7 separate regions of the Mus musculus genome follow, and regions 2, 3, 4, 5, 6 and 7 are each linked to region 1. The links are chromatin contacts, called in public HiChIP or PLAC-seq and promoter capture Hi-C maps. All regions are on one chromosome and are shown on one strand. Each heading gives the region's core, a stretch centred on a gene start, on an enhancer-like site or on the middle of the called end of the contact. The rest is flanking DNA. Distances are from core to core; before and after follow the strand shown.

Evidence for each region. Promoter capture Hi-C pulls out the DNA fragments that hold promoters and counts their contacts. HiChIP or PLAC-seq counts read pairs in DNA pulled down with a chosen protein or histone mark. Capture Hi-C pulls out chosen DNA fragments and counts their contacts.
Region 2: a promoter capture Hi-C map of the HPC-7 cell line shows a contact between it and region 1. The contact joins the enhancer-like site here to the promoter of Tut7 in region 1. A contact is called at or near these places in 7 of 39 promoter capture datasets (the HPC-7 cell line, cranial neural crest, embryonic stem cells and 4 more), 1 of 484 Hi-C or Micro-C datasets (cerebral cortex), 2 of 115 datasets of contacts at active chromatin or transcription factors (SST interneurons and forebrain) and 1 of 9 other capture datasets (adipose tissue).
Region 3: a contact with region 1 is called in a promoter capture Hi-C map of hippocampal neurons, with 4 times the contacts expected there. The contact joins the enhancer-like site here to the promoter of Tut7 in region 1. A contact is called at or near these places in 6 of 39 promoter capture datasets (the HPC-7 cell line, HPC-7-derived erythroid cells, cranial neural crest and 4 more), 6 of 484 Hi-C or Micro-C datasets (bone marrow-derived macrophages, cerebral cortex, embryonic retina and 3 more), 4 of 115 datasets of contacts at active chromatin or transcription factors (bone marrow-derived dendritic cells, extraembryonic endoderm stem cells, forebrain and 1 more) and 4 of 9 other capture datasets (adipose tissue, liver, macrophages and 1 more).
Region 4: an H3K4me3 HiChIP or PLAC-seq map of bone marrow-derived macrophages shows a contact between it and region 1, with 4 times the contacts expected there. The contact joins the enhancer-like site here to the promoter of Tut7 in region 1. A contact is called at or near these places in 3 of 39 promoter capture datasets (cranial neural crest, hippocampal neurons and liver), 2 of 115 datasets of contacts at active chromatin or transcription factors (bone marrow-derived macrophages and kidney) and 2 of 9 other capture datasets (adipose tissue and liver).
Region 5: a contact with region 1 is called in an H3K4me3 HiChIP or PLAC-seq map of bone marrow-derived macrophages, with 5 times the contacts expected there. The contact joins the enhancer-like site here to the promoter of Tut7 in region 1. A contact is called at or near these places in 1 of 39 promoter capture datasets (cranial neural crest), 2 of 484 Hi-C or Micro-C datasets (bone marrow-derived macrophages and liver), 5 of 115 datasets of contacts at active chromatin or transcription factors (bone marrow-derived macrophages, embryonic midbrain, embryonic stem cells and 1 more) and 1 of 9 other capture datasets (liver).
Region 6: a contact with region 1 is called in a promoter capture Hi-C map of second pharyngeal arch cranial neural crest. The contact joins the promoter of Dapk1 here to the promoter of Tut7 in region 1. A contact is called at or near these places in 16 of 39 promoter capture datasets (the 3T3-L1 cell line, 3T3-L1-derived adipocytes, the HPC-7 cell line and 10 more), 7 of 484 Hi-C or Micro-C datasets (Th1 cells, cumulus cells, liver and 3 more), 12 of 115 datasets of contacts at active chromatin or transcription factors (bone marrow-derived macrophages, craniofacial prominence, embryonic basal ganglia and 7 more) and 3 of 9 other capture datasets (adipose tissue, liver and pancreatic islet).
Region 7: a promoter capture Hi-C map of adipose tissue shows a contact between it and region 1. The contact joins the promoter of A530001N23Rik here to the promoter of Tut7 in region 1. A contact is called at or near these places in 5 of 39 promoter capture datasets (cranial neural crest, embryonic stem cells, liver and 2 more) and 1 of 9 other capture datasets (adipose tissue).

Annotation. Positions count from the first base shown.
Region 1 is chr13:59,821,447-59,825,502 of GRCm38.p6, forward strand. It overlaps Tut7 (terminal uridylyl transferase 7), which reads right to left and starts at 1,664. Exons shown (of 27, transcript NM_001373962.1): 1 at 1,187-1,664; 2 at 114-664. The coding sequence starts at 633.
Region 2 is chr13:60,693,581-60,697,636 of GRCm38.p6, forward strand. It overlaps Dapk1 (death associated protein kinase 1), which reads left to right. Exons shown (of 26, transcript NM_029653.3): 3 at 2,651-2,872. Among named protein-coding and RNA genes, the nearest start is that of Gm35540, 9.6 kb to the left of the region's middle. Within about 2 kb of position 2,236, at least 43 of the 459 cell types and tissues checked have an H3K27ac peak or open chromatin away from gene starts, as enhancers often do. A contact at or near this core is called in the HPC-7 cell line, SST interneurons, cerebral cortex and 1 more, where this site is marked.
Region 3 is chr13:60,677,146-60,681,201 of GRCm38.p6, forward strand. The region is part of intron 2 of Dapk1 (death associated protein kinase 1); the gene reads left to right. Among named protein-coding and RNA genes, the nearest start is that of Gm35540, 6.8 kb to the right of the region's middle. Within about 2 kb of position 1,981, at least 13 of the 459 cell types and tissues checked have an H3K27ac peak or open chromatin away from gene starts, as enhancers often do. A contact at or near this core is called in cerebral cortex and hippocampal neurons, where this site is marked.
Region 4 is chr13:60,643,121-60,647,176 of GRCm38.p6, forward strand. The region is part of intron 2 of Dapk1 (death associated protein kinase 1); the gene reads left to right. Among named protein-coding and RNA genes, the nearest start is that of Gm35540, 41 kb to the right of the region's middle. Within about 2 kb of position 1,696, at least 35 of the 459 cell types and tissues checked have an H3K27ac peak or open chromatin away from gene starts, as enhancers often do. A contact at or near this core is called in adipose tissue and bone marrow-derived macrophages, where this site is marked.
Region 5 is chr13:60,617,970-60,622,025 of GRCm38.p6, forward strand. All of the region lies in intron 2 of Dapk1 (death associated protein kinase 1), which reads left to right. Among named protein-coding and RNA genes, the nearest start is that of Dapk1, 18 kb to the left of the region's middle. Within about 2 kb of position 1,897, at least 54 of the 459 cell types and tissues checked have an H3K27ac peak or open chromatin away from gene starts, as enhancers often do. A contact at or near this core is called in bone marrow-derived macrophages and liver, where this site is marked.
Region 6 is chr13:60,599,947-60,604,002 of GRCm38.p6, forward strand. It overlaps Dapk1 (death associated protein kinase 1), which reads left to right and starts at 2,001. Exons shown (of 26, transcript NM_029653.3): 1 at 2,001-2,164; 2 at 2,479-2,650. The coding sequence starts at 2,589.
Region 7 is chr13:60,506,806-60,510,861 of GRCm38.p6, forward strand. It overlaps A530001N23Rik (a long non-coding RNA gene), which reads right to left and starts at 2,035. Exons shown (of 6, transcript XR_873556.3): 1 at 1,937-2,035.

The DNA.
Region 1 (4,056 bases), core at 414-2,913:
TTATACTGCAAACACTAACACACTCACATTAAAGGGCTCATGACTGAAAAGAACAACACTTATTTGGATGAAGAAAATAGCACAGACACACAGTCTAGAGACTTGAGGCATACCAGGACTTCCTGCTTCCATTTCTGACATGGCTTCTAGGCTGCTGAGGTCTTTCTGAAACAGCCTTCTCACAGCTCTGCAGCCTCTCCCCTCCTGCCACCTGTAGGCATCGTCACTTTCCTGAAAGGATTCCTTCCTTGAGCGGCTTATGACAGGAATCCTAGGTCCGGGCTTGAACTCTCTCCAGCTGTCTGCATTACCAGCGAGTTCATCAGATAGCCATTTTTTATTTTGATCTTTGTGGTTATCATTCATCCAAGCAGGCTGACTGTAAATTGGGTTTTTAAATGCATATGGATTGCTGGAAACCCCATACAGTCCTTTCCTGGGGGTGTTCCCATAGTTCCCGGGTGATATCTTCTTTTTTGGAAGGCCCTTTTCCATTTTACTGCTATGGCCTTTAGCATAATCATCCATTATTAAATAATCTTGTTGGGGATGGCCCCTTCTGAAATCATCATCATCAATAATTCCACGGTCTTTAGTGCGCTTCACAAAGTAAGGTTTTGCTGTATCTCCCATGGTCTTTGACTTCAACTTTCTTACTTTGTACCTGAAAGAAGGCATTGGGGGAGGGGGGAACAAAACAAAATTGTAAAATAATATCATACCAAATACTCAAAGTAACACACGGGTGCCCTGAAGCCTTTATCTTCCCCCATTTAAAAATTAAATTGTTACCACATTCCTAATAATTAATGCATTCCAGAAGTTACAGTGTTCATAAAAACTGGTCCTTATTTAATACAAAGACTAAATCTGAAGACACTTCTATAGTCTCAGAAACTAAAGAAGTAACTTCTATGTAACGAAAGCACCTCTCTTCAAAGTAAACATCCTAAGTCAACACTGTTACAAAACTCCCAAATCTATTTCTTTTTTTTAAAGTTGGCAATTACTTTTAGGTATCAAAGTAGCCGAAACTATGTGAGCAGATTTCAGTTTCGATCAGCCCCCACTCTAAGCTTCGCTTTTCAACCCGGCGCGACCGCTGGGCGAAGGGACAGCACTTCCCACTAAGGTACCGCTCTAAGGGTCCAGGCTTCCGACCAAGGGACAACGCCAGCTGACTTACCCGACTTCTCAGTCCCCAGCCCCAGACAAGTCCAGTTTCGTCACCAACCACAATCCTCCGCAGGATGACACTCCTTTTCCTTCCCCATTCGGCTGCCCCACCCCTGTGTGCCTCAGTTTCCACCAGCGGAGTCCCCAGGCGAAGGAGGAGGCGGTTCCGCGCTACTGGCCACGAAGCCGCCGTGGGGAATAGGAAGCAGGAAGCGCCCGGCCATTGACAGGGTTCCGGGGTTCCCCGGACCAGGGCCGGAGCCCCGACACAAAGTGAAGACGCGGACTCGAACCCGAGGGCTCCGGGCGCACAGCCGGGCCGAGGCGGCCGGAGAAGGACGGCGCCAACGTACCTCGGGGCCGGGCAGATACGCTTCTGGGGGCGGGGGGAACCCACGGGCCCAGCCCGGAGGCGAGTCCCGGAGGGACGCGACGAGACGGCGCCCCGGAGCACTCACCAGCGCCGCTGCGGTCCCCCGCCGCTTCCTGTCCGGGCCCGGCTCCTCACCGTGTTTTCCTTCAGCCCCACTTCCGGCGCTCAGCGCCGTCTCATTGTGCGCGATTGGAAGACTGCGGTGTCCCCGCCCCGCGCTCCGCGGCTGGCCGGAAGCGCGCACCGGAAGCGCGCGCCGCCCAGGTTCCTCCCAGCGCCGGGGGCGCGCCGCGGGTGCGGGCGCAGAGGTCCGGGGTTGCTCCCTAGCTACCTGCGAGATCCGTCGCCCAGTGCTTTCGGGTTCCCCCGACGCCCCTCTGTGGCTGCTCGGGAAGCTGGGTCTTTTTATAATTCCGAGTGGCTCCAAGTTTCAGTGAGGGCCTTGTGAACGACCTTGAAGGAAGTTCAGCGGCCTAAACCTCTGGATTAAGCTCGACCTGGGGGTAGAAAGAGATTCAACTTTTTTTTTTCTTTAAGAACTAGCAAACAGCCGGAGAGTGGTGGCACATGCCTTTAATCCCACTTGGAGGGAGGCAGATTTCTGAGTTCGAGGCCAGCCTGGTCTACAGAGTGAGTTCCAGGACAGCTACGTCTACACAGAGAAACCCTGTCTCAAAAAAACAAAAAACAAAAACTTAGCAAACAACACAGAGTTGCTTTTTTTTTTTCTAATTGAACATTCATTGTTATCTAAAGTGTCCTACATGCCTTGAAAGCCTCAAGCAACTAATGAATAGAAGTGCTGGAAAAAATAAGGCAGTTTTCATTTCTACCTCTACAAAGTATAAATTTAAATCCATTGGGTTCTTTAGCCAACAGTCTTAAAGTGAAGAATGCATACAGCCTTTGCTATTCCAAGAAACTGTCTTTAAAACTGTAAATAAATACTAACTCAATCCTACTAGTTCAGGAAGAAAGGAATACAATTGAAATTTAAAAAGCAAAAGAGACATAGCTAAATGGTTGATATTCTACAACCAACTTGTTTTGTCAGTTTCCTCTTGCTGTGTGGGTTTGGGGATTTCTGAGTTCAAGGCTAGCCTGGTCTACAGAGTGAGTTCCAAGACAGCCAGGGCTACACAGAGAAACCCTGTCTCGGAAAAAAAAAAAAGTATTTACATTCCAAATGCTGCATCCTGGTTCCCCCCTCCCCCTTCCTTTCCCCAGGACCCCTCCTTTCACCTCTGAGAGGGTGTCCCCCCCCCACTTCATTGCCCAACCCTGGTATCATAAGGCACATCCTCTCCCACTGAGGCCAGACAAGCCTTCCCAGAAAGCCATCTTTCTCTAGGGTCCCACAGCTAGTAGCTGTTCTGAATATAACTTGAGAGTTCCTGTCACTGACAGTAAAAGTTCCATGTATCAGACTCTGACCACCAAGCAATGTAGACGTATTAAGAGAATGAGGGGGCTGAGGGAATGGGTGAGAAGATTTGCTACTTTTACAGAGGAGCAAATTTCACTTCCCATCACCCAAGGTGGTTGCTCACAGCTGTCTATAACTGGTCTCCTAGGGGATCTGACACGAGTGGACTCCACCAGCACCTGCATGCCCACACACAGACACACACACACACAAGGACACACACACACCCTTCAGAAAGGACGAAGGTACATTAGAAAGTACTCTAGGGGAAAAACCAATGGCAAAGCTTGGCCCTTAAGGAGACCTGATTGAAATCCAAACCTTCACCAGCGGGAAGCATGTGTTCTTAGCAGCTCTGTGTGACTTGAAACATACTCTTAAAACATTTGTGATAGCCTCTTATGTAGATGTCTTTTGTTCTGAAAATTCATCGGAGCCAAACTAATAATCTGTTTGCCAGGCAGACAGTGGCATTTCATCGAGTCCAAAGGGAGCTGACGATGCATCATTATATTTATGATGGGCCAAAGCCGCGTCACCACACCCAGGTGAGTAATCTCTGAAGTCCTGGCTTAGGTAAGTCCTTGGTTCCTAGAACCCTAGAGGAAGTACACAGCACACACTGTTCTAAGGATTTAGAATATTTTATATGCATTCTCTTCAATATATATCCGTAGTCTTTTCCTATTTTAAATAGTTGCTCTTAAGGTTCATGTTGAGTGCTGGAGATATGGCTCAGTTGTTTTTGAGAATTTATTACTCTTGCCCCAACATACTAGTTCACTACTGATCATAATTTCAGTTCCAGGGGTTCCATGGCCCTCTTCTGACCTCTATGGGGCAACAGATACACATGTGTATAGACAATATGTTAGCAAAACACTCATACACATTAAAAATAAATCCCAAATAGAGAGAGATATGCATCTTCAGGGGCTGTAGAAGTGACTCAGTGGTTAAGAGCAGTGGCTGCTCTTGCAGAAGACTCAAGTTCAGTTCTAGTCATCCATTTTAGGTTGCTTAGAACCACCTGTCACTCCAGCTCCAGGAGGATACAAATGCTTCTGGCTACTTAGGGCAA
Region 2 (4,056 bases), core at 986-3,485, 870 kb after region 1:
TTCTGCATCCAGGGTGGAAGGAAACGATAGATAGGGGAGCCTGGAGCCCTTGGTCCTCAGGAAAATCACATCCTTGAGAAGGGGGGAGAGAGAAGCAGTCAGAAAATGAAAAGTCTCACACAAGGTGTGTGCCATAATCAGGACTTGAGGAGATATGGGAAGATGAAGTCATTGCCAAGGGAGAGAAAAATAAGGAGAGGTGTTTTTAAAGGAATGGCGTTGGCATGGGTGTAGATGTTTCTCCGGAACCTTCTTAAGCCCTGTGTCCATCAAGGATAGGGCCTTTCCTAACCATCCGGCCTTAGTCTCTCACTCTGTCTGCTGCTGACATCATTGAGGACATGAGTCCTGGATGTTCTGCCCATGGTGCCTCTGGGCATGTCTTTACCCTCCCTCGCCCTTGGGCTCTAGCTGGGCTGCACTGGCTGCTGTTCTGTCCTATCATAGGCCTTAGGGTTAACCCTACCTGGACATTACCTAACCTTGGGACATTGAGAAGTGCAGCCACATCCACGAGAACGTCTAACTTCCCAATTAGAGGTGAGGCTCCTCTGCAGAAGTTTTTCATGAATCAATAGAGAGTGGGCCTTGATCCTGGATCCAAGTCGCTCTGTCCATGTGTGAGGCACGCACAGCCCAGCCTCTGGGGGTTCTGGGATAGTCATTGGTTATCTCAGCTCACCTCTCCATCCTGCATCCTTTTGAGTATGCTTAGTGGGGCCTGATGATGTAGTTGTGAAGTGAGGACCACTTGGCATCTCTTCTCTGAACTCTCAAGCTGATGTAAACCTGCTCTCTATACAGGTTGTGGGAGCTCCTCTCTGCTACCATCTACCTTGCAACAGAAACCGGTGTGGGATTCCCAGGGAAACTGTAAAGTGACTGAGATAGTCACATCCTGTCTTGGTTCTAAGCCAGCGAGTTCACAGCAGCCAATCCTGGCTCTCCAGTGTTCTGCTGCAGGAGAGGGAAATGAGGATTAACCCATCATGCAAAACAACAAAAAAAGTTGCTGCAAAAATAATCTTTGTTTTGTGTATGCAGGTGTGAGTGTGTGTATCTTTGAGTGTGTAATGTGTGTGTATATGTGTATGTATGTGTAGTATGTGTATATGTATGTGAGTGTGAATGTGTGGAATGTGTGTAGGTATACGTGTGTGTGTGTATGTGTGAAATGTGTATGTATGTATGTGTGAATGTGTTTGTGTATATGTGTATGTATGTGTGAGTGTATGTGTAGGATATATGTGTATGTGAGTGTGTATATGTGTGTGTGTGATATGTATGTATGTATGTGTGAGTGTGTTTTCTTCAGTGGCTTCTGCTGCTAAATGTGATGAATTGTCCTCTCCTAATATGAAAATATTACCTTTCATTTAGGTTTCTTCTTGTTGTTTTCATGTATGTTCTTCAGCAGGTGCGCAGAAGTGTACACAGCCTGAGGGGTGGTCAGACCCTTTGTAAATAGAGAAGAAAGGAGAGGGTGGGGATTGATCCAGATGTTTCTTCCTGTGTCTCAGTACCTCCGAGGGATTGCCATGTAATTGCATGGCCTCATTGTTATCTAACCACTCGCTGTCTTGCTAACTTCCTTTCTGATCTCCATGCGTGGGAATGAGATCTGGTTGTGTGTTCTGTGACACTGAGGATGCTTCTATCTACAGGAAAAAGACAACCCAGATCAAGCTGCCTTTAGTCGGAATGCTTAAGTACTGAAAAGTCCACTTACATAGTTTCAGGCTAGCATCAACTCAGCCACTCTGCAGTGTCCCACAGACCTGGTTTCCTTTCCTCCACTGCACGCCTGGCAGTGGTTTCCCTTAAACCACAAGCTGATCCCTACTGATCCCACATAGCTCAGCCACTTTCGAGTTTTATATATCGTTCAGTGTCTGTGAAGAGAGTCTCATAAAGACTGCCTCCCCATTGTCTGAAAGGTTTTACATGGGCCATGTGTCTGTCATTGGAGTTAAAAGAATACGGTGCACTGATTGGCTCAATCTAGATCCCATGATCCAGTTCCTGGAGTTGAAGTCAGCAACCCCGAAACCCAGAGATCCCTGGAAAGGGATTTCGACTGGGAGGAGGGTGAACAGGGTAAAGAAATTGCTCCTCCGCCCTTTGGTTCTGAGGACTGTGGATCTTGTTTTTCTGGGTGCTGTGGTATTTAGCACTGATGCAAGGAATGTCTCTGAAGGCAGACTCTTGTGTGTTCTCTACCAATATTATTCTTTCCGCCCCTCCCTCTTTTCTTGGTTCTGTGTCTAGACATGCAGAAGAAGAGTTTGTTGAAACAGGCCATGTGTGAGTGCCTGAATTGGGAGGGAAAAAAATTATAGACAGATTGGCTAGCTATCTATTTAATCAAATGTGTCAAAGGAAAGAAAGGAAGAAATAGAGAAAAAAGAAAAGGAAGGAAGGAAGGAAGGAAGGAAGGAAGGAAGGAAGGAAGGAAGAAAACCTTACTCTTTATGGCATTGCTCAGAGGGAATGGGCTCAGTAAAGCTGCACCATGCACAGTATGCCCACCTCCCTTGTTTATTGTCAAACTTTTGAACTTCCCTGATCAGTCCGTGTGTCCCCATGTTATGTCCTTGCCCTGATCCTGCTTTCAGTGAACCTTAAATGCTGTTCCATCTTTCTCTGCCAGTGGACAGTTCGCAGTTGTGAAGAAATGTCGTGAGAAAAGTACCGGTCTTCAGTATGCGGCCAAGTTCATCAAGAAAAGGAGGACCAAGTCCAGCCGGCGGGGCGTGAGCCGGGAGGACATCGAGCGGGAGGTCAGCATCCTGAAGGAGATCCGGCACCCAAATGTCATCACCCTGCATGAGGTCTATGAGAACAAGACAGATGTCATTCTGATCCTGGAGCTGTGAGTGTTCCCTGTGGTGTCTGGAAGAGACCGTGGGGAGGGCATGGGGCTGCATGGGCTATCGTTATCCCAATTGAGCCATCCTTGAGAGAAGCACTGAGCTGTGTGCCTGAGCCTGAGCTGCCTGAAAGATGCAGCTTCGAGTAACTAAGGAACACTTGATTTGCAGAGGGTCCATGAGTCTTGGGGCTCACCCACTCTGAAATTCATCTTTGTTTGCCATACTTAGGGGCTTCTCCGTAAGCTTCACGCGTATACCATACCGTTTTCCTTGTCTTTTTCCTCTCTCATTCCATCCTCCTTTCTCTTGTTTCTCCTTCCTCCTCCTTCTTAATCTTTCACACACACCCTGCTTTTAACTGTGGAGCTGTCAGCGATAATTACAGGAAGGATGGAGTTGAAGCTGAACGCTGAGACGTGATTCTGGGACTCTTTAAGCATGCTGCTGCTTTTCCATCTTGCCCATCTGGTGTCGTGGTGGGCAGCCTGATTGATAAGCATTGTTCTGAGCCAGTTCTGGTTTCTACCTCCTGCCTCTCCCTTTCCTGGATCCCTGCCTGCCTGTGCTGTGTGTGTGGGGTGGGGGGTGCGGGGGGGGGGACCCATTGCGATCAAGGCCAGCAGCCCACTCTTGCAAGAGAGAGGAAGAAGCCAGTCGAGGGTTCTCGGGGAGTCTCTGTAGGCATTTTGGATGTCCACTTGGGGAAAGCAGGATGGGTGGAGCTCATGCCCTGACAGCTGATCCGGGGTGGTCCTCAGGGACCACAAGTCCCATTCAATTCCTTGGAGTTTTCTAAGTTCCGGTGTGCCTGCCCACTGTTTGACTGCTCCCTTTCTTGTCTATAAATTAGATGGGCATACAACTCCTTTAACCTTTTGTGGTTTGGGGGGAATTCCTGTCCAGTCACATAAATAATGCCAAAGGAAGGGTTGCACAGCTATGGTAAAGTTAACAGGCATAGTCAGGTGACTCAGGACAGCCCCACAGCTCTTCCCACACTCTACAAAGCTCCAGTGTCCCTTGGGCTACTTTCTAACATACCCATCTCCACGTCCTAACCCCCAAATGTGCCAACAGAATGGAGCAATGTGTAAACTCTGAGACCTGCCTCCCTAACTCAGCGTGAGATTTGCACACATACTCTGTACTGGCTAGTTTTGTGTCAACTTGACACAGCTGGAGT
Region 3 (4,056 bases), core at 731-3,230, 860 kb after region 1:
TTCCAGGACATCCAGGGCTACACAGAAACCCTATCTCAAAAAACCAACCAACCAAACAAAACAAAACAAACAAAAAAAGAATTGCTTCGGTCACAGCGCATCTTCACAGCAGTAGAACAAAGACCAAGAAACCATGTTTCAAAAGGAAAAAGAAAATAGTGGATGGTAACTGAAGTTATTCTGTAGCCTGCACACATACGTGCACACACAGAGGCATGCACACTTGCATACGTGTTCACCCACATAAATATGAACAAGCATATACACACAAGAAGTGTGACACGGGGAGAGAGGACACGCTTTCCTGTGCTGTAAAACCTGTGTGTAGAGATAATCCCACCTTTGATTCTCACGACTGCTCCAGGGGTCAGAATACTTGCTTCCTCTTCCTTGACCACCTCAGAAACTTGCTCACACCTGCTTCCACACTGAAGCTGGACACCTATGGATTGCCTTGTAGACTGCTGTGTGTGAACCGTTGTCCTCTCTTTTAGAGCCTTACGCTAGCGTGCAGGAACCAGTGTTGATCTCAACAGGAGTTCATGGAGAAGGTTGTATGGAGACTTGGCCCAGGCCTCCAGGCATACAAATGCTTCTTGCAGTGTGCCTGATATGAGTTGACTTCTATAGGAAAGGTGGCAGAATATATTTATAAAGGAAACCGTCTTAGTGCCATACAGGGCTTGAAAAAGTTAACTCTCTGTCCCCTCCCAGCCCCCCGACACCACATTGGTTTTCTGTTTTGTCATAGTCACTCTTCTGCTTTCATGCCATGCATATAACACATACTTTCATGCAGGCCCTCACCTCCTCCCTACCTCACACATTTAGACTTTACACGTGAGAGAGAGCATAAAATGTTTGACTTTCTGAGCCTGTCTTATTTTGCTTAGCATGATCTCTAGTTTCATTTTCCTGCCCGTGACCCAATTTTCCATTTTTTTAAAAAATATAGCTGAATACAACTCCTCTGTATGTATGCACCCCATTTCTTTCTCCGTTTACCTGTTGATGAGTGTCGAGGCTGGTACTGTGATTTGGCTGCTGTGATGATTGCAGTTGAGAATGTGGCTGCGCGAGTGTCTCTGTGGTATAATGTGGCATGATGACTTATGCATTCCTTGAGAGATGTCCCCAGGACTGACATAGAAGCTTTTTAAAAAAAATTATGCGGTGTTGCTGTGTGTGTGTTTGTGAGTCTGTTTGTGTATATGTGCATGTGTGTGCATGCATGCCTGTGTGCCATGTCAACGTGTGGAGGTCGGAGGAGAACTGGCAGGAATCATCCCGACTTCCGTCCTGTGCATACGGTGGATCAAGCTCAGGTTGCAGGTTTTGCACCAAGTGCCCTTCTCTGCTGCGGCCTCTTGCTGGAATAGTCGTTTTTTAAGGAGCCTCCATCCTGATTTTCAATGTAGCCTCCCAGGCGTACACTCCCACCAGCAATGAATCAGGGTTCCTTTTTGCCCACATCTTCATTAGCATTTGTGGCCACTTGTTTTTGGTGATAGCCGTTCTGACTGGGATGAGATGGAATCTTAATGTCGTTTTCATTTGACAGCCAGGGAAGGGTGTTGAACACATGCTCAAGTCTTTCTCGGACACTGGTATTTATACTTTCGGGAGCGGTCTGTTTAGCTCATTTGCCCATTTGTTGATTGTTTGATCTGTTTTATATTTTAGTTTTTAATTTCTGAGTTTGTTATACTCTAGATGATTGTCCCCTGTCATTTTTATAACTGGTGAAGATTCTCTCCCATCCTGTAAACTGTCTCTTCTGTTCCCTTCGTTGATTTTCATACATTTGAAGGAACGTTATCCTGGGTGCACAGCCTGGCCCTCCCAGACCCTCCCAGTTCCCATCTGGTGATTAGGGTGCTGAATTAGCTGTGGTTTACATCCCTCCTACCTCAGAAGGATCTCGTCTACTTCCCATCTATAAATACTGTGCTGTGTCCCAGTTTTATATTATAGCTATAAAATTAGCTTCAGGCTGTGTTGCTGTACACAACAGCCGCTCCTTGTTTGTAGCCACTGAGTGCTTGTACTGGGCTGTGCTGTGAGTGCTAAGTGTGCAACAGAGGGACGGGGGTGGGGGTGGAGAATGCAGGGCATGACGGTGCATGAGGTTGAGGCAGATGGGTCTCTGTGAGCTTAGCTTACCTAAGCACGACATTAATGAGACCCTGTCTAGAAAAATAAATAAATAAAAATAGAAAGAAATCTCATCGTGTCTAAATGTGTGAGTGATGGTATTTTACTGGAATAAAATGTGTTATTGAAGTTAGTCTGGCCTGTATTCTTTTGCTTTACTGAAGCGGGGACTACAGAATTTTAAACTGCACAGACCGTCTGCGCTTGTGGCTTATTGTGTATTTCTGTCAGGCAGCTCTGTCCTGAAGCCATTGCATTTATAGATGTTTGTCTTAAAACTTAAGTGTGTGTGTGTGTGTGTCCCGGTGACGAAGGCGGCATAGCTGTCCTCCATTTTCCTACAATGATATGGAGACAATATGGTTAGGCAAGTTTTCTAAGTAGATAACTGACACTACTGGGGCGTTGTATAGGTCAGTGTAGATACTGGATTAGCTTCACAGTAAGAGGGATGTTTCAGGGGTTTTGTTGTGTGAGATTTAACTGCATGTGTTTAAGGGAGTCAGAACGTGAATAAGTGCGGATTTCAATTCCATTTTATCCAGATGTCACTGACTGTTTTGAGTCAGTGAGATAGTGGCTGCACATCCTATCATCCATCCATCCATCCACCTCTCTATATATCTGTCTATGCATGAATGTATGTATGTATGTATGTAATCTATCTATTCTAGCTGTCTGTCTATCTATCTATCCATCTACTTATCTCTATATATCCATCTATCAGTGCATGCATGCATCCATCCATGTATGCATATTTATATGTGTATATATCTGTGTGCTGTCTATGTATGTATGTATCAATCCATGTATGCATGTATGTTTGTTTGTATTTATGTATCTGCTTGTCTGCTGTCTCTCTCTCTTTCTCTCTCTCTCTCTCTCTCTCTCTCTCTCTCTCTCTCTCTCTCAGACAAGGCCACTCGAGGCCCAGGATGATCTTGAACGCCACACCCTCCTACCTCCACTACTCTGAAGGGCTAAAATGACCACTGAGCTCTGTGTACACACTGCTGTGGTTGGTGTATACTAGGCAAGCACTCTGCACACTGACCTTCATCCCAGCACTGACGTCCAACATTCTAAATATGATTCCAGTGCCCCTGATACATGGCTTTCTGCTGTCTCTGTGCCTGTTTCCTTTTAATAGTCTAAGGCGGTAATGATGGTGATAAAAAATAATAAAAACTAATAATCCTACCCAATTATTGTTCTCTTTAGTGGCTGGGCCTGTCAATCAGACATCAACACTAAGTTGGGTTTGGGATTCCACGGCCCAAGACTGAACTGCCCACTCTGCCAGCACTAGAGTTTACTGAGGTGAAAGCTGAGGTTCCTGCTTCTGTGTTTCGGGTTTTTCATCCATGGTACAGCTGGAAACGTTCTCCTTTACCGGAAGTACAAAGTTTGGGAGTTCTTGTACTGCTCATAGCTCTGCAAGTCACTACATTCAGCACAGTGGCTTAAACGTGAGCTCCTAAGCAAGAAGGCTTCTCTGACACAGCCTGCAGAATTTCCTAACAAGGATGGAAAGAAAGCTAGGCCCTCCTCTGTCTCCTTGGCTTGGTTAAGTCTTGCTTCTGATGCCTGGTTTTCTAACTTGAGATATTCTCAGCAGAACAGTATTTGGATTTTTCCAGTACATAATAAATGTTGTTCCTGAATGATTACCTCACAGCAGGTGGTTACATCACCATTACCTCACAGCAGGTGGTTACATCACCATTACCTCACAGCAGGTGGTTACATCACCATTACCTCACAGCAGGTGGTTACATCACTATTACCTCACAGCAAGTGATTACATCACCATTACCTCACAGCAGGTGGTTACATCACCATTACCTCACAGCAAGTGATTATATCACCATTACCTCACAGGAGGTGGTTACATCACCATTA
Region 4 (4,056 bases), core at 446-2,945, 820 kb after region 1:
CTCCTTCTGAGCAGATCTTTCCCATGATTCAGTTTGCCCGGTCTACTGGGAGTGTTTTTGGAAACATATGGACATATGACTTTGGTGTTTTGTTGTTGTTGTTGTTTGATATATACCCTACCACTGAGGGTAGGAGGCTAACCTGGGGGTGGATGTTGAATGAGTTCCTCTGTAGGCCTGAAGACCAGGCTGCTGAGATCCTGCATCTGCCTTGTTCCCTGTCACTCTTGTTGTACCAGGAGGCAGTGTGGAGAAGCCACAAGTCTTTGTTAAAGCTGGTACCATCGTGGGTATGATTTGACCTCCTTAAAACTCTTGACTGGCTCAGTAATTTTCTCACATGAGTAGGTTAGCTGTCTCAGGCGTCTCTCCTCTTCACACATGCCTCTCTCCTTTTCCACTTTTCTTGTATGTCTGCAGCAACACGTGGCACCATCTCGGCTTCTGGAACCGTGAAGCCAAACTGTTGCGGCCGCCAGCAGCTCGCAACATGAACGGTTTGACTGAGAAGGCCACTCGAGCTGTAAGAGAGGAATCTAGACACTACACCAAACCATCATTTTCTTCTCTCAATAAATTACCCAGTCTTGGGTATCCCGTTTCCATAGTGGAAAACTAATTAAGACACCTCATCTTGTTAATTCAGATTTTTAAGGCCCTTTTGTGGTTTGTCTGTGTGGCTAATAATGAAATCCTTGAAAATACAAAGCCTGACAGCCTGTTACCAGGGACAGCACAGAAAAGAGGTGCTGGGGAAACTGTCCTTTATTCCTTGGCCTTGGGGAGAAATGAAAGGTTGGGAACAAGACTCCCAGAACTGCAGGTGAAAGAGGAAATGCTCAGGCATCAGAAAGCAGTGAGCACCATGACCTTCTTCAGGGCAGACTGGGTCCTGATATGGTGACATGGAGATGCTGTAACCAAACCAGACTGACTGTGCAGAGCTGAGAGGAGGGCGCTCTGAAGATAACCAATTCGGTTTTCTGTCTTCTCTGGGTCGCGAGCTTGACTGATGGACACAGGAGAGTCTAGCTTACCTCAGATGCAAGGCTCAGATACCTCTGTGGCCATCACAGCTGGGATCTAGATGAGCAGCTACACTCTGCAATAATCTCTGCTGCCAGGGTGAGGAGGTCCTGTGATACCCAAGATCAAATTCAAAGACAACCAGGAGGAGACCTGCCCGGCCAGCTCAGCTTTCAGCCTGTCTGGGAGATGTGATACTGTAGAGGGTATGCCTGACCTTTAACAGTGGTCCCACATCCTCCAAGGCCAGGTCGGGAGTCTCGAACCTGTCCAGGATGGCCAGCAGGAGGGCCGTGCTGCCCTACAGGAATCTCTCCATTCCAACCTGTGTAGGTTCAGTGTAGCTCCTGGGGCTCTCTGGACCTGGGATAGCCTTTGGAACCTTGCCAAACATCCCATATCGGAAGAGGGAAGGGTTTTGCAAGAAGACAGAATGTACCAGCCACACCCATGATAGGGAAACAGCTCCAAAATAGGGTGGGTGATAATCAAAGCCTGTAGTCTCGGTCCTGTGTTATTTCCTCTCAGGCTTATGTGTTTGAGTATTTAGGTCCCCAGGAGGTACTGTTTGGTGAGGCTGTGGAACCTTGGAAAGTGCAGCTTTGTGGGAAGAAGTACGTCACACTGGGCTTTGGGGCTTATCACTCCTCCCCACTTCCTGTTCAGTGTCTGCTTCCTGTTTCCCTGGAGACATCAGGAGGTAAGGAGTCATAGCAAGTATGCTCCCGTTGCCATGCCTGCGCTGCCATGATCGAACGTGTTCCCTCAAACCTTGAGTCACATAAACCCCTCCCTCTGGAAACAGCCTTTTTCAGGTGTTGTAATCAAATGATATCCTAGTTACTTTTGGGTCATCTTGATACAAGCTAGAGTTATTTGAGAAGAGGGGACCTCAATTATGAAAACAACCCCAGCAGGTTGGCCTGTGGGCATTTTTATTGCTTAATAATTGATGTGGACAGTGCTACCACTGGGCAGGTGGGCCTGGGCTGTATAAGAGAGCAGGATAGGCAAGCCATGAGGGACAAGCCAGTGAGCAGCACCCCTCCACCGTCTCTGCACTGATGCTTCTGTCTCCATGTTCTTGCTGGTTTTGAATTTCTGTCCTGACTTCCCTCAGTGATGGGGGTGACCTGAGAGTTGTAAGTTGATAGAAACCTTCTTCTTCTTCTTCCTGTGTTGCTTTTGGTCTTGATGTTTATCACAGAATCACTAAGAGAAGCAATGAGCAGGGCAGCCAACCGTGGGCCTGTTGTGTAGTTGTTGCCATCCTCCTTCCCCAGGACTGTATCATGCACCTAAAATGAAACTCCACACAGAGCACCAGCTCAGCGCCATGGCTGCAAACCCATAACAGCTGCCATTCTACCGTCTCAGTCTGATTTTAAAGCTAATTTGGGAAAGATGAAATCTTGCTCCTGTATATTACTGATATTAGGTTGCAACAGGACAGCTAGGCAAGGGACCCACAAAATCCTACTGGACAGACTGTTTTCTTTTGTGCACGTGTGCACCGACATGTTCCTCTGTATCATTATGGATACACACAGGGCATAGAGATCAGAGGACAACCTTGTTTGTCAGTCTCTGCCTTCAGCCTTGCTTGACACAGGATTTCTTTGTTGAATACTACTGAGTACACCAGCTTAGCTGGTCCGCAAGCTTTCTATGTCAGCCTTCCCTTTTGCTGTAGGAGGACTGAGGTTATAGATGTGTGCTGCTGTGTTTTATGTGGGTTCTGGGGATTTGCACTCAAGTCCTTGAGCTAGTGTCACAAGTGCTTTACCCTTTGACTCATCTCTTTTGTGGAGCGTTTGTTGTGTTGACTTTTACATGTCACAGTGAGGAACTGAATGACTGGAAGTCTTTTTGATCGGCACAACCTCCGACTCTGACGCTTAGCTGACATTTTGTGCATTTTAGCCACTATGATTAGTAATTGTATTAAATATAGTTAATTTAATGATACTGCCACTGATTATCAGTTTATATGATCTTCCAACTAACTATGAGTCCCATGAAAAATGGAGACCCTATCTGTCCCATTTGATAGAGTCTTAGCACTTAGCACTATACATCACACACACACACACACACACACACACACACACACACACACACACACACACATACCTCTTTTTAATCTTCCATTGTTCAGAGTAGCAAGGATACAAAGAAGAGGAGAAAGAATGAGATATAGAATTCATGACCAGGAAAGGACTTGAAGAACACCCCTGTAGGTTCCTTGACATGCTCAGTGGAATGAAAAGAAGGAATCAGATTGGGAAACTTCCCTGCATATTAAGCAAACTCTGGCTTAAGAGTTAGAAAGTTTCTTTGAGTGTAGTTGAATCCTATCCCAGAGTCAGATGTGATGGAACAGGCCTGTGATCCCAGTACAAGAGGGGCTGAGAGGCATGAGAAACCTAAACCAGCCTGGGTTAGCTTTCTAGATGAGATTGTGTCTTTAAGAAAAAAGACTTTAAGCCAGGCGTGGTGGCGCACACCTTTAATCCCAGCACTTGGGAAGCAGAGGCAGGTGGATTTCTGAGTTCGAGGCCAGCCTGGTCTACAAAGTGAGTTCTAGGACAGCCAAGGCTACACAGAGAAACCCTGTCTTGAAAAACCAAAAAAAAAAAAAAAAAAAAAAGAAAAGAAAGAAAGAAAAAAGAAAAAGACTTTACCTTTAAAGTTGCTTATATTTATGTGCATATATATTTTAGGAAGCCTCTATGGTAATAGGTCTACATATGTCATTTGTAATAGGACTTTAGTATTATCTAACCCTCACCATATTTCCTCCCAACCTCTACCCACTTTAATTGTTCATGCTCCATCTCCCCTTCCTTCTATATAACTTTACATTTTATTTCCCTTTTCTTGAAAGATCTCCTCCCCTTGGCCACGCCTCTAATGGCTCCTTACCGCTTACCCCACCTCTACGATACATGCTTAAAGACTAATAACCATATATGAGAGACCATGCAATGTTCTTCTTTCTGGGTCTGGGTCATCTCATTCAGGATGATT
Region 5 (4,056 bases), core at 647-3,146, 800 kb after region 1:
CCCTACATGATTAAGTGGGACAGACACAAACAAGAAGCTGGAGAATTAAATTAGAGCAACTGCCCAGTGCAGTGGCTGGAGGCCTGATGTGCCACTGGGTGAGAATCACAGTACTCTGGCAATTCACAAATGTCTGGGTGGGAATCAGAGCTGGGATTGCACCGGTGCAAGCCCAGCTCTGAGTGCGCTGTGGAGACATCGAATCCACACCAGGGAGGCTACTATCTCCAGAGTAATGTATTTTTTTTTAGTTATCAGGGCAGCTACCAGGAGCACCTTTTCACAAGCATCAGCCGAGTTGAATCCCGCAGATCAGCGCCTCTTGGGGCATCTTCTGTTTCAGGCTTGGCAAAGTTTTTCTGTGAAGATAAATATTTTAAGAGTTCGGGGCCACCTGGCTTCTGTTTCAACACTGGTCGGAGTTCAGAAGGTGCACAGAGAACCCGTGTCTGGACGCCTGTGACTGTTCTCTGATAAGACAGGCAGGGGCAAGTTCAGCCTGTGTACAGTAATTAGCCGGCTCGCCCTCTGTTTCACCGGCACATTAAACCAAGACTCTAAGAGGTGATGTAATTCAGTTTGCCAGAGTAACCAAGTGTCTGAGCTAAGATTCAGAGTTGAGCCCTATTGCTCACCCCAGGCCCGCTGATGCTGATCTCTCATCCTCGCTGCCATTAGCCTGGATCAGTTCCCCTAGGGACAGCTACCTCTGTCCTGCAGTGGCCGTGGTACCTTAGCTCCTCATGGCTTCAGGCTCTTAACTCTCATCAGTTGAATTCCCAAGGACAGCACAGAGCACTCCTTGGGACAGTTTAGATTCTCACGGATCTCCAGTATCTCCTCCTTGCATGGGAAGGGGCATGGATAAACTGGGCTCTTGCTGCTGGATACTATCGAAGTGTCTACACTGTCTGATCAAGCTCCAGATTCTGCCCTTGTGCTTGTGTGGAAACTGGTTGAGGTCTCTGGCCCCACTTTCTTCTCTGTCTTCACTGGGTTCCAGCCAGCCGGAGGCTGAGTGTGGCCAGCTCTTGCTGCATGCCGCCACCCTCCAGGCAAGGGCCCAGGGTGGGCTCCCTGCAAATGCAGGTGTGCCTCTGGACTCTGAGCCCCTCACCAGGGCTGGCCTGTTGCCCCTGGATCTCCTTGATCCAACTCTAAGACCTCTCCCTCCCAGTGGGGCTTATTGGTCTTATTTTATAACTGCTTTTAACCTGATCGCCAGGTGTGGGCTTCCTGTTGCTGTTCAGGCCTGCTTCCCAGTTTTCAGTCAAAGCTAGATAACTCTTTGCTTTCTTTCCACCTTTCCAGCAAGTGGGATGGGGTAACCACGGGGAGCTCCCCACACCTCAGCCTCATTATTTCCTCAGCTGCTCCACACAGGGGAGCTTTTAAAGATAACCTGCTCAATTCTGAGGGCTTCTGGAGGGGGTGGGGGTGGGGGTGGGGAGGTGGGGGGAGAGCGGGGAGGATGATGTGTGCTTCCTGCTGACTGACCCCTGGGGCCCAGCACTTGTTTCAGATCTACTGAGAAGACTCTGGGGGGCTTCTTTCTGTAGAAGTGGATTGGAGATGCTTGGGAGGTGGCAAGGGCCTGAGGTACTGGGGCCAATGTGTAAGGCTGTTAAAGGAAGGGGTGCTGCTGTGGGAAAATGACTCTGTCCCCGTGATCCAGAACCTTGGGGTGGTGAAATGTACACGGCACCCTCTGGCAGTGCAGGGAGTTGATGGCATGTCTGCTGATCTGGGGCCACCAGCTCATGCCACTTTGGAGAAGAGATACCATCATGTGTCTCTGTCCTGATCCCACTCTCCCGTCTGTTACCCCCCCCCCCCCCCCACACACACCAGCTGCACATAACAGGAAGTCCCCGTAGGGAACAGGGTGATTCCCTTTGCAGGGAAAAGAGAACAACAGGCAGATGGGTGGAGAAGGGACGATAACCAGGGAAGGGCGTCTACCAGTGATAACAGGGAAAGGATGACGACTGGCTTGCTCTGTTGTCCTTCTCTCTGTTGGGGCAGGTGCTGGGTATCTGTCCTGCCAACACCCTGAACTCCCCTGTGCTTCTGGTTTACTGAGTTTATATCTCACGGTCTTCACAAAGTCATTTCTGAGCATCAAAGCAGTGCCTTCCTAGGCCAGTGTGCACTGCCGTGTGACTCCAACTCTCCCACGCCACTCTCTTGGGCAAGTGTGTGTTTGCACACACATATGTGCGTGATACTGTTACTGGATTCACTGGGGCCAGAACATGAGATCTGGTAGCCCTTATATGACAGTTTGGGCCACCAGGCCTCTGTGAGCCAATTGAATATGCCAGTTACAGTGAGCAGAAAACGGAGATGCATTCGATGTGATGGTTTTTCGAAGAGGGACAAAGAGATCCTGTGACTCTACTGTCACCAGTCTGTCTTGTTGTGGGGAGGGCTGACCTGAGGGCTGACCTGAGTAGGTTTAAGCAGAAAACCAGAGTGGGTTGAGTTGTGGTCTCTTGGCCTATGTCATTGCCTAATGACAATCTTCTGTGTACTCTGACAGGTTGTAAATACTATTGAAGGAGAGACAATTGGTTTAACTGGCTTCAGCCTTTCACCATATGAGGGTTCCTGGGGAAAATTTCAATTCTTGGGATCCATTGTCTCAATGGTCTGATAACCCAGGAGGATACAAGTATCTCTCTCTTTAGAAAGTCTCAGTTCCTGTCAGGATGGTAACAATACTCAGAGTCAGAGGTTATTTATAGCCAGTCTCTTGCAAGGAGAAGTACTTCAGAAAGTAACAAATAAGACAGTAATTGCTATAATCAGGGAGTTTTGGACTGAAGCTATAGCTCTACAGCTGTTACAGGCCTGATGACATGGTACGAGGTGTGACCTGAGATTGGATGAATCTAAGGGTGCTGACCGGAATCACTGGAAGTTCCATGGAGTACTTGGTGCTGATCAGGCCATCCTGAACTGTAATGAAACTGTTTCTGAAAACAAATTACAAAAGCATAAAGTAGGCTTGTACCTGCTTCCCTGTTCAGACTGTCTGGGGGGGCCCTGGCTTGTGAGTGCTCAACACTCTGCTGACGAGGTTGGTTCAGGCAGTGGATGAATTCTTCCCTAGGATCCCCTAAACACATTGGCTTTTCTCAGCATATGACTCAAATAATACACTTAAATTCCCAATCCTTGGAATTTTACAACTTGGCCAATCCTGTTTTTATTGAAGAAGGGGAAGGGGGCTCCTTGTTCTGATGTTCATGTGCCACACACATCTGCGGCACACCTTTCTTCAGCACAGCTGGATACCTTCAGGTTTCAGAGAACGTGGTGGTAAGCCTGTAGCCCACAGCCGTTAGCCAGGCCCACAGTCCTGCCAAACCACACTACCTTTAATGATGTTGGAAGCAGAGGTGTCAAAAAGGAAGATCTGAGGGTTGAGTTGATTTCTTCCTGGTAAGTTTTAATTGATTCTGGGAAGGTGTGTGCAGGTTCTGAAAGCACAGGATGTAATTGCGGACTGATGGGGCTCCATGGGAGACTCCCCAAGATGTATTCAGGAAGAAGAGCTTCTTAGCAGGATACTGTGAGCGAGCTGGGAAAGTCTGGTGCTCAGGGTTTGGGAGTCTTGCCAGCAGGGCAAGGTGTGAATTAGCCTTGCAGGCTCCCAGGGAGTCGGGAAGGAAGTGTCACTTGTGAGCTGTTGGAAGATCTGGGAAGATGGACAGGGACAGCAGGGGACATAGCAGTTTTCCAGACCCCTGCCACTCTTCTCATCTCTTCCTGTGATGATGAAGCTGTGGAAGACAGGAAGACCCAGCTGCTTGAAGGCCAGGGCAGAGGGAAAGTTGGCTGGGAGAAGGCTTTTGTAGATAACTTGGGGGGGGGGGGGGAGTTGCAGGAGGGAAGAATGCTAATCCTGGTAATAATTATGCAGCTCATTAGGGGTCTCTCTCTGACCCTTGCGGCTGCTGCTGATTTTGTGCTTTTATACATGGGGAAAACAGAGTCAGAGAAGTTAGATTGGAGAGAATAGAGTTTGAAATAACAAGTCCCACATCTTAA
Region 6 (4,056 bases), core at 751-3,250, 780 kb after region 1:
GGGTGGGTGGGTGGGTGTGCCCAAGGGTTAGGGCATCTCCTTAGCTCCTCTGATCTCTGACTTTACTGTGTAGTTCTAGGAGACACTGAGAGGCCATAGAGTATGGAGCCCGGGGAGGAGCTAATATTGGGAAGAAACCACCCAGTGTGGCTACCCCAGATTGTCTTAGGAAAACCAAGGAATTAAAGACTTTTTTTTTTTTTTCCAGTTTTACAAGACAGGGTTTCTCTGTGTAGCCCTGGCTGTTCTGGAACTCTATAGACCTGGCTGGCCTCGAACTCAGAGATCTGCCTGCCTCTGCCTCCCGAGTGCTGGGATTAAAGGCGTGCACCGCCACTCCCCGCTAAGACATTGTTTTAAACTATCACAATTGCTGCTTCGAAAAGATTTGCCTGAGTCAGTGCAGATCCCAGTGAGTGAGACCTCCAAGCCGGTTCAGCTGCTAGATGGGCTCATGAATATTAGATGAAAATTTATAATTCTCAATTCCATCCTACTTCTTCGTGACACCAGAAAAATGTCTTCTGATCAGCCCTAATGCCCCTGAGTAGATCCAGCCCTTTCAGTGGCCTTGGAAAATAAGTTACGCCGTGTTTTTCTTTCTTTCTTCTTCTTCTTTTTTTTTGGCAGATGTATTTATTTGCATGCTTCCCAAGTAAATCACCCTTCTATTTATTTGGTTGTTGTTGTTTTTGGTTGCTGTTGTTATTTTTATTGTATTTGTCAATTCTCAAGATCTTCTTGTATTGACTCTCCATCTTAGCACTTAGGCCAGTGGCACATTCTAATCTCCTTCTTCTATCGTGCCCGCTGGACTCTTTCCTTGGGCCGTTAGGAATACCTTTTTGCTGTTTGTGTTTGTTTGGAGATGCGTACTCCAGCCTCACCTTCAACTTTTCCTACAGCTGAGGCTGGCCTTAAGCTCCTGATCTTCCTGTTTTCTTCACCCATGTGCTGGAATTACAGGTGTGTGCTACCACTCCTAGCTGGAGACGGAGTTAAGATTAGGATCTGATACATTCTTTTGCTTCTCTTTGTTCTTTTAGGCCCAAGCCTCCACGGTTGAAAATATCTGTTGAATGGAGAGTTTGAGCAGTGGTGTGGATATGAACTCTTGGCAGGTTCACGGATGAACCTTGGCGATTCTAGGCAGCAGGATAGAATCCCCTTTAGGAACTTTATTAAGTCAGGAGCACGGGGAGAGAGACATAATGGTTTCACGGGTGGACCCAGAGTGTCTGCGCAGACTGGCCAGTCCTCAGCAATCCAATGCAAGGTAAATGGCTACTGTTCTGACTGTAAAACAAACAAGCAAACAAAACAAAGCGAGTGTAACTATTTTAATAAAGTTTTATTTAACCCGATAGGTCCAAAGCACCATCATTTTGACATGTAGCTAATATAAAGACACACATACGGCGATTTTCGTTCTTTTTTTTTTTTTTTTTTTTTTTTTAACACAGTCTTAAACAGTGTCTGGTGTGTATTGAAAGCTTAATACAGCTCAAGCTGGACTCGCTGTGTTTCAGTTGAGCAACCACAGTACTGACAGCCTGTGATAGTTCAACCTTTTTCTCCCTGGATCTCAGACATCTCAGCTCAAAACAAGCGGCGGGAGACGCCCCCTCTGATGAGGCCCCTGCTGTCCTCTCTCGGTTTTTGTTGTCAACACAGAAGAACAGAGCGACCTCATTTATAAGCTATTTGTTTGCTATCGTTTCCATCGGGGTGTGGGCGCCTCCGGGGCAGGACTTTATTGATTTCTGCTCTATTTTTTTTTTTTTTTTTTTTTTTTTTTTTGTGGTTTTCCAGGCACGGAGCACGTCGCCTGGCCCACACGGATCCTTGGGTTCACACTCTGAGAGGACGAAAGCCTCCGGCTTCTTCGAAGCGGGCGGCAGAGGGCAGCCGGGCGCCGAGTCACAGGTGGGGCGCGCGCTCGGTGCGGGCGAGTGGGTGTGTGCGGGGTGCGCGCGGCGGGGCGGGAGCGCGGACCGGGAGGAGCCGCGAGCGCAGCGGAGGAGGAGGGCGCGGAGGAGGTGGTGGCTGCGTCCCCGCGGGGCCGAGCTGCGCCCGACGCAAGGAGCGGAGGCCGCTCGGAGCTGCCGGGGACCTGGACCCGCCGCGGGGCTCAGGGCGCACGAAGCGACAGCTGCGGGACCGGGTGAGTGGCCGCCGCAGGCAGTGGGAGGAGCGGGAGGGCGGCCGGGGCGCCGGGCGGGGGAACAGGTGGCGGGGCAGGGCGCTTTGTGTCCCTTCCCCGAGCTGTCCCCACGTTGTCCGGAGGCGGAGGCAGGAGCCCGGGAACCGCAGGCACGGGGCTGGGGCGCGGCAATGCGGGGTGTGGGGGTCCCCCAGCCTAGACTTAACAAAGGGCGCGTGGCCCCTGCCCGCGGGAGGCCTCGAGATCGGGACCCAGCCCCTGGGACCCCGATTTTTTAGAGTTTACCGTCTCATTCTTCTCCCCATGTCTTTCAGAGGTCTGCGGCTTGGTGCATGAGGGGCTCGCAGCAGCGAGGCGGCGGTGGGGATGGTTCGGGCCGCGGAGCCGGAGTGGCCTGGGCTTTGGTGAGGCGTGACAGTCTATCATGACTGTGTTCAGGCAGGAAAACGTGGACGACTACTACGACACCGGCGAGGAACTGGGCAGGTACCAGGAAGGGGTGACGGAAGCGCGCGGTGTGTGTGTGGTGGGGGGCACTGCGCGATAAACAGATGCTGCTTAAACCGGGCATGTCCCTGACTGGCCCTTCTCTGAGATGGGCGGATAGCAGAGGAACCGGTGCCTAACCAGCTAAAGCCAGGGACCATGAATAAACTGCCTGATCTGAGGGGTGGAGAGGCAACCCACAGTGCAGTTACTGTGCACAGGGTATGGTCAGAATCCCTGGATAAGAACAGACTTCATTGTGTGCACTACTAACTCCTGTCAGCCTTCACCCTTTTGAGACAATGAGGCAAACGCAAAGATTCTAACTGCAACTGGAGGGACCACCCATGTGTGTTTTAAGCGGCGTACAAGTTAATTAATGGGCACTTAAACAATTCTCTCCCCTTGTGCTAATTTTCAGTGCAACACCAGCCAGGATTGGTAGGCAGGCGTGGAACTTGCCAGATGTTGGCCTTGGATTTTGAAACTTCTTCCAACCAGGAATTTAATTCCCGGCTTGGTTAGTGGTGGCTTCGGTGTCATTTATGGCGGCTGTCTAGATTCAGAGCGTACCAACACGCTGTGGGGGGTGCGATGCTGAGCAGAGTGTGTCAGTGTCTAGGTGCACAAAGAAGATTTCACTGGGAGCCCTTGACGAGTGCTGGGTATCCATTAGCCCACCGAGTGTATTGATCTCTGCTGTGTGCGCAGAGAGCCCAGTGTTCATACCTAGATTTAAAATTTGTCTTGTGAAATTTGTGTATTGGCATTGTGACAGAAGCAGGCAAACGGGCTTATAAACAAACGTACTTGCAATTACTCACACAGAGTGTGTATTGAAGTTTGTATTTTTCCATATATACCCCATGGCCTCATACCAAGCTTCTTTTTTAATTCATGGGCAGGGAACTGAAAAGGGGTGGGGGTGGGGGTGGGGGGGAAGACCTATTACCTAATAGGATTTTGAAAGATATCTAACCAAAACTTTGTAATAATCCAGACAGCCCAGGAAAGAGAGAGGTCTAAAGAGTTACTGTACAGGATGTGTGTAAGTTCAGTGTAGCCTGGAGGCATCGGTGGAGCCTGTGCAGAGGAAGACAATACTATTATCTTAAATCTTAGTAAGTAAATAAAAGGCAGGGTTCTGAAAGATCACATTTCGTGGGTATGGAGAAGACTGAGGTTGAGTGTGCGGTTGAAATACTTGATTTAACTGGAATTCAGCCACTCTCCTTCTATGGTTTATAGCAAGATGAATATGTGTGTGTGGAGGGGGTGGGGGGTGTTTAGAAAATAAAAAAGGGTGGGGAAAAAAGGGTTTGATACCATTTCTGTGAGGTTAACACATTCTAGAAATGATCTTGCGAAAAGGGATGGGAAAAAAATTAGGTGAGCTGATTGCTTTA
Region 7 (4,056 bases), core at 785-3,284, 690 kb after region 1:
CATAAAAATAAAATTAAATGTTTTTAAGTAGTCTTTTTGTCCATTTTTTATTGGATATTTTATTTATTTACATTTCAAATGTTATCCCCTTTTCTGGTTTCCCTTCCTCAAACCCCCTATCCCACCTCCCCTCCCTCTGCTTCTATGAGGGTGCTCCCCTTCCCATCCACCCACGCACTCTCATCTCTCTTCCATGGCATCCCCTACACTGAGGTACCAGCCTTCACAGGACCAAGGGCCTCTCCTCCCATTGATTAGATAAGGCCTCCCTCTGCTACAGGTGCAGCTGGAGCCATGGGTTCCTCCATGCATACTCTTTGGTTGGTGGTTTAGTCACTGGGAGCTCTGGGGGGGGGGGGTCTGGTTGGTTGACACTGTTGTTCTTCTTATGGGGTTTCAAACACCTTCAGCTCCTTTAGTCCTTTCCCTAACTCCTCCATTGGGGTCCCCTTGCTCAGTCCAATCGTTGGTTTTGGGCATCAACATCTGTATTTGTCAAGCTCTGGCAGAGCCTCTCAGGAAAGAGCTATATCAGGCTCCTGTTAGCAAGCACTTCCTGGTATCAGCAATAGTTACTAGGTTTGGTGTCTGTATATGGATGGATCCCCTGGTGGGACAGTCTCTGGATGACCTTTCCTTCAGCCTCTGCTCCACACTTTGCCCCTGTATTTCCTTTAGACAGGAACAATTCTGGGTTAAAAATTTGGAGATGAGTGGATGGCCCCATCCCCTAACCAGGGGCCTTGCCTAACCTCTAGATATGGTCTCTACAGTTTCTCACTCCACTTTGCTGGGCATTAAATAATCTTGATAGAGACATTCATCAAAATTCACAGAGTAAGCAAATGCTGGAGGCCTGTTTTCTCTTCTGAACATTCCCTTCCCACCACCAAAACTCAGGACTCTCCTTCCCTCCCTTGCTTGCTTGCTAAGAATGTCATCTACGCTCTGGGGAGTTGAATGAAGTGTCAAGGATTTGGGCAAAGGAGGACAGTGGAGGCAGACATTCTATATCTATCACACCATAAAGACATCTGTAAAGCTATCCAGTGTTCTATGTGGCCACTAATCTCAGAAGCACGAGTTTGTGCGCATTAGTCTAGGAGACTCTCCAGGAGCCTGAGATAAGTAGTCTTCATCATTTGTCTTCATCATTTCTCTCTGGCTTTCTCCTTTGCCCTCTGAGTTCCCCCACTGCCCCCTCAGACTGTCTCGTGATGGATCTCCTGTCTGCGTCCTCTCCTCTGCTCTGCCAGCCTGTTCAAACTCAAACCCCAATATTTCTCTTTACTCTTTGCCTTTGTATCCTTTGCACGAAAATCCCACACAAACAAGATGCTCAGACAGGTCCCAGAAGCACTGATGGATTCCATCTGGGCTGAGGGCATAGGGCGAGCCTGTTCGGCTTCCCAGATGATTCTAATTCATAGTGAGCTTAAAAAACTTGAAAGCCCTTAATTAGGGCAAGTTATTTATTTAAAAAAAAAGAAAAGAAATATTTGGCTAATATTTCATATTATTTCACAATCGTGACCAAGTCAGTATTACACAATCATCCACAAACTGCAGAGGTTAGGCAAGTCCTTGGAAACCAGTCTGAACCTAAGCCTGAAACAGATTTTAAGAGAACCATAAAAATATCACACAACACAGTAAATAGCTACTAATTGTTGTGGGAACGGGCAGAGGAGCTCAGATATGTGAATGTCAATCCAATTCTGGTGGGACACTTGGAAATCCCCACTTTCTATCTTAGACTTTTAATTGTCTTGGGCTTTCTTGTTTTGGTTTCGTTTGTTCGTTTGTTTGTTTGTTTCTGAAGACCAGGCTCCATAGGATTTCCATGTGAAGGATCCGAATCTAACCGATTGCAACTGGTGACCAATAAGACAAGATCAATTAAGCCCTGATATAGCTGTTAAGGAAAAGTGCTCACCCCAAATCTGAACCGTGCTGTTCCGTTTCCGACGAGGTGCAGGCTCTGCCAGGAGGCACGAAGGCTTACCCAGCTTCCTGCCCAGCTGCCTTGAGAGCTCCCTAGAAGGCAGGGTCTCAGGAGATGCTGAGCTTTCTATTGGGTGAAGGATTTAAGTGCACTTCATTGCAAACCATAATGGGTCACTGGGCCATGAGATCATTACTCCAGTAATCTCATAATTAGAATAGATACCTCAATAATAGACAAATATATAGAAAGAAACAATTTACAAAGGAAAGACAGCAGTGTTTGGCCTATGACCAATGGGTGGAACACGAGCTCTAGAATCAGATGCAAATCTTGGCTCAGCCTTCTGCCAGCTGTATGCCCTTCATCGAGTTGCCAGCCCTCTCAGCTCTTTGACGATCACATGATCAAGGGAAGGCTATGATAAAACGTCTCTTGCGTGGCCTTTACAAAAACTTGAATCAGAAAATATTGATTAAAGATCTTAGTAAATGATATCTACATCAGACTCTCTCCATTTAATTCCGTGGACGCATCTCTTCTGTGACAACATAGAAACCACCCGAAGAGGCGATGAGACAGACATGCAAAAAACAAAACAAAACAAACAAACAAACAAGCAAAGAAAAGAAAAGAAATAAGGGGTGAAAGGCACAGGTGGTCACAGAACCGTGTGTAACAGCTAGCTTTTAGAATTGTTTCCAAGACATCTCTCCAGCTGGTTGATACGGTGTGTGTGTGTGTGTGTGTGTGTGTGTATGTGTGTGTTCCAAGGCTCCCCACAGATACCAAAATTTGAGATCATTAACATGCCTCCTAGGATGGTGAAGAATCCTCATATGCCCTCCCCCCGACCCTGACTTTCCAGTGTACTCTCTAAGTTACCTTCAATACCAAATGCAACGTAAACTCTGTGCAAAAAAGTTGCCATACTGACGATTTGAGGAAATAATGATCAGAAACACCCCCCCCCCCCCCATGTGCTTAGCACCAATGCAGGCATACTAGGGCCCCATACACAGTCTATCCTTGCCTGGTAGAATCTGTCAATGAGGTACGATGAAAAGGGGCCTGGGAAAGAGGGAGCTAATCTGTTCCGCTTTCACTTAAAAAAAAAAAAAAAAGCATCCATTTAGGTGTATGTGTGTTTGTTTGCCTGTGAAGGTTTGTGTGGACCATAGAGTACAGTGCCTGGCAAGGTCAGATGACATTTGATCCCTCCAACTGAAGCTATGGATTGTTGTGAGCTGCTGTGTGGGTGCTAGGAACTGAATCTGGGTCCTCCTCGAGAACAGCGAGTGTTCCTGACAGCAGAGCCAGTTCTGCAGCCCCTAGTCCGCTCTTCTCAAACATCCTGTGCTGCTAGCACCTCCCTCCATGGCTTGGTGCTTCAAGAACAGCAGTTCTCAACCTGTGTGTCCCGACCCCTTTGGGGTTGAATGACCCTTTCACAAGTCACCGATGACCATCAGGAAACAGAGATGTTTACATTCTGTTTCAAACAGTAGCAAATTTATGGAGTAGCAATGAAAATAATTTTATGGTTGAGGGTGGTCACCACAGCATGAGGAACTATACAAAAGGGTCACAGCTTTAGGAAGGTTGAGAACCAGTGTTCTAAAAAGATGTTGCTGGTGTTCAGTTCTCCCTTTCCTCAGAACTCAGGAAGAAATAAAAAAATTAAAAAAAAAAACTTAAAATAGCTCTGATTTTATACAAGAATGGATTTAATGATACATAAAATTCACCATTTAAAATAAGAAAAGTGGTTTTGAACAAAAATCCCGATTCCTACTCACGAGGTAAAATATACATTATGTTAGAATAATAGCTTGACACAGGGTACAATGGGAGTTAATTACCATTTCTCCTTCCAGCCTTGGTCTCGCTTTTTCTCTTGCCCTTGCTATCTAGAAGGCTCCTCTCACACACACAAACCTCCCCCACATGTTTGCACACTGCCGAGTGATACCCACAACCCGACCCGGAGTCCAATAGTCATGTGGAGAACCGCACCAAGAGCGCACAAATCAGAATGTGTTTAAAAACTAAAGTAGAATGCCTACGAGCTGCCTATGACCCGACCCTTACTGGAGAGCTGCCCTATGAGG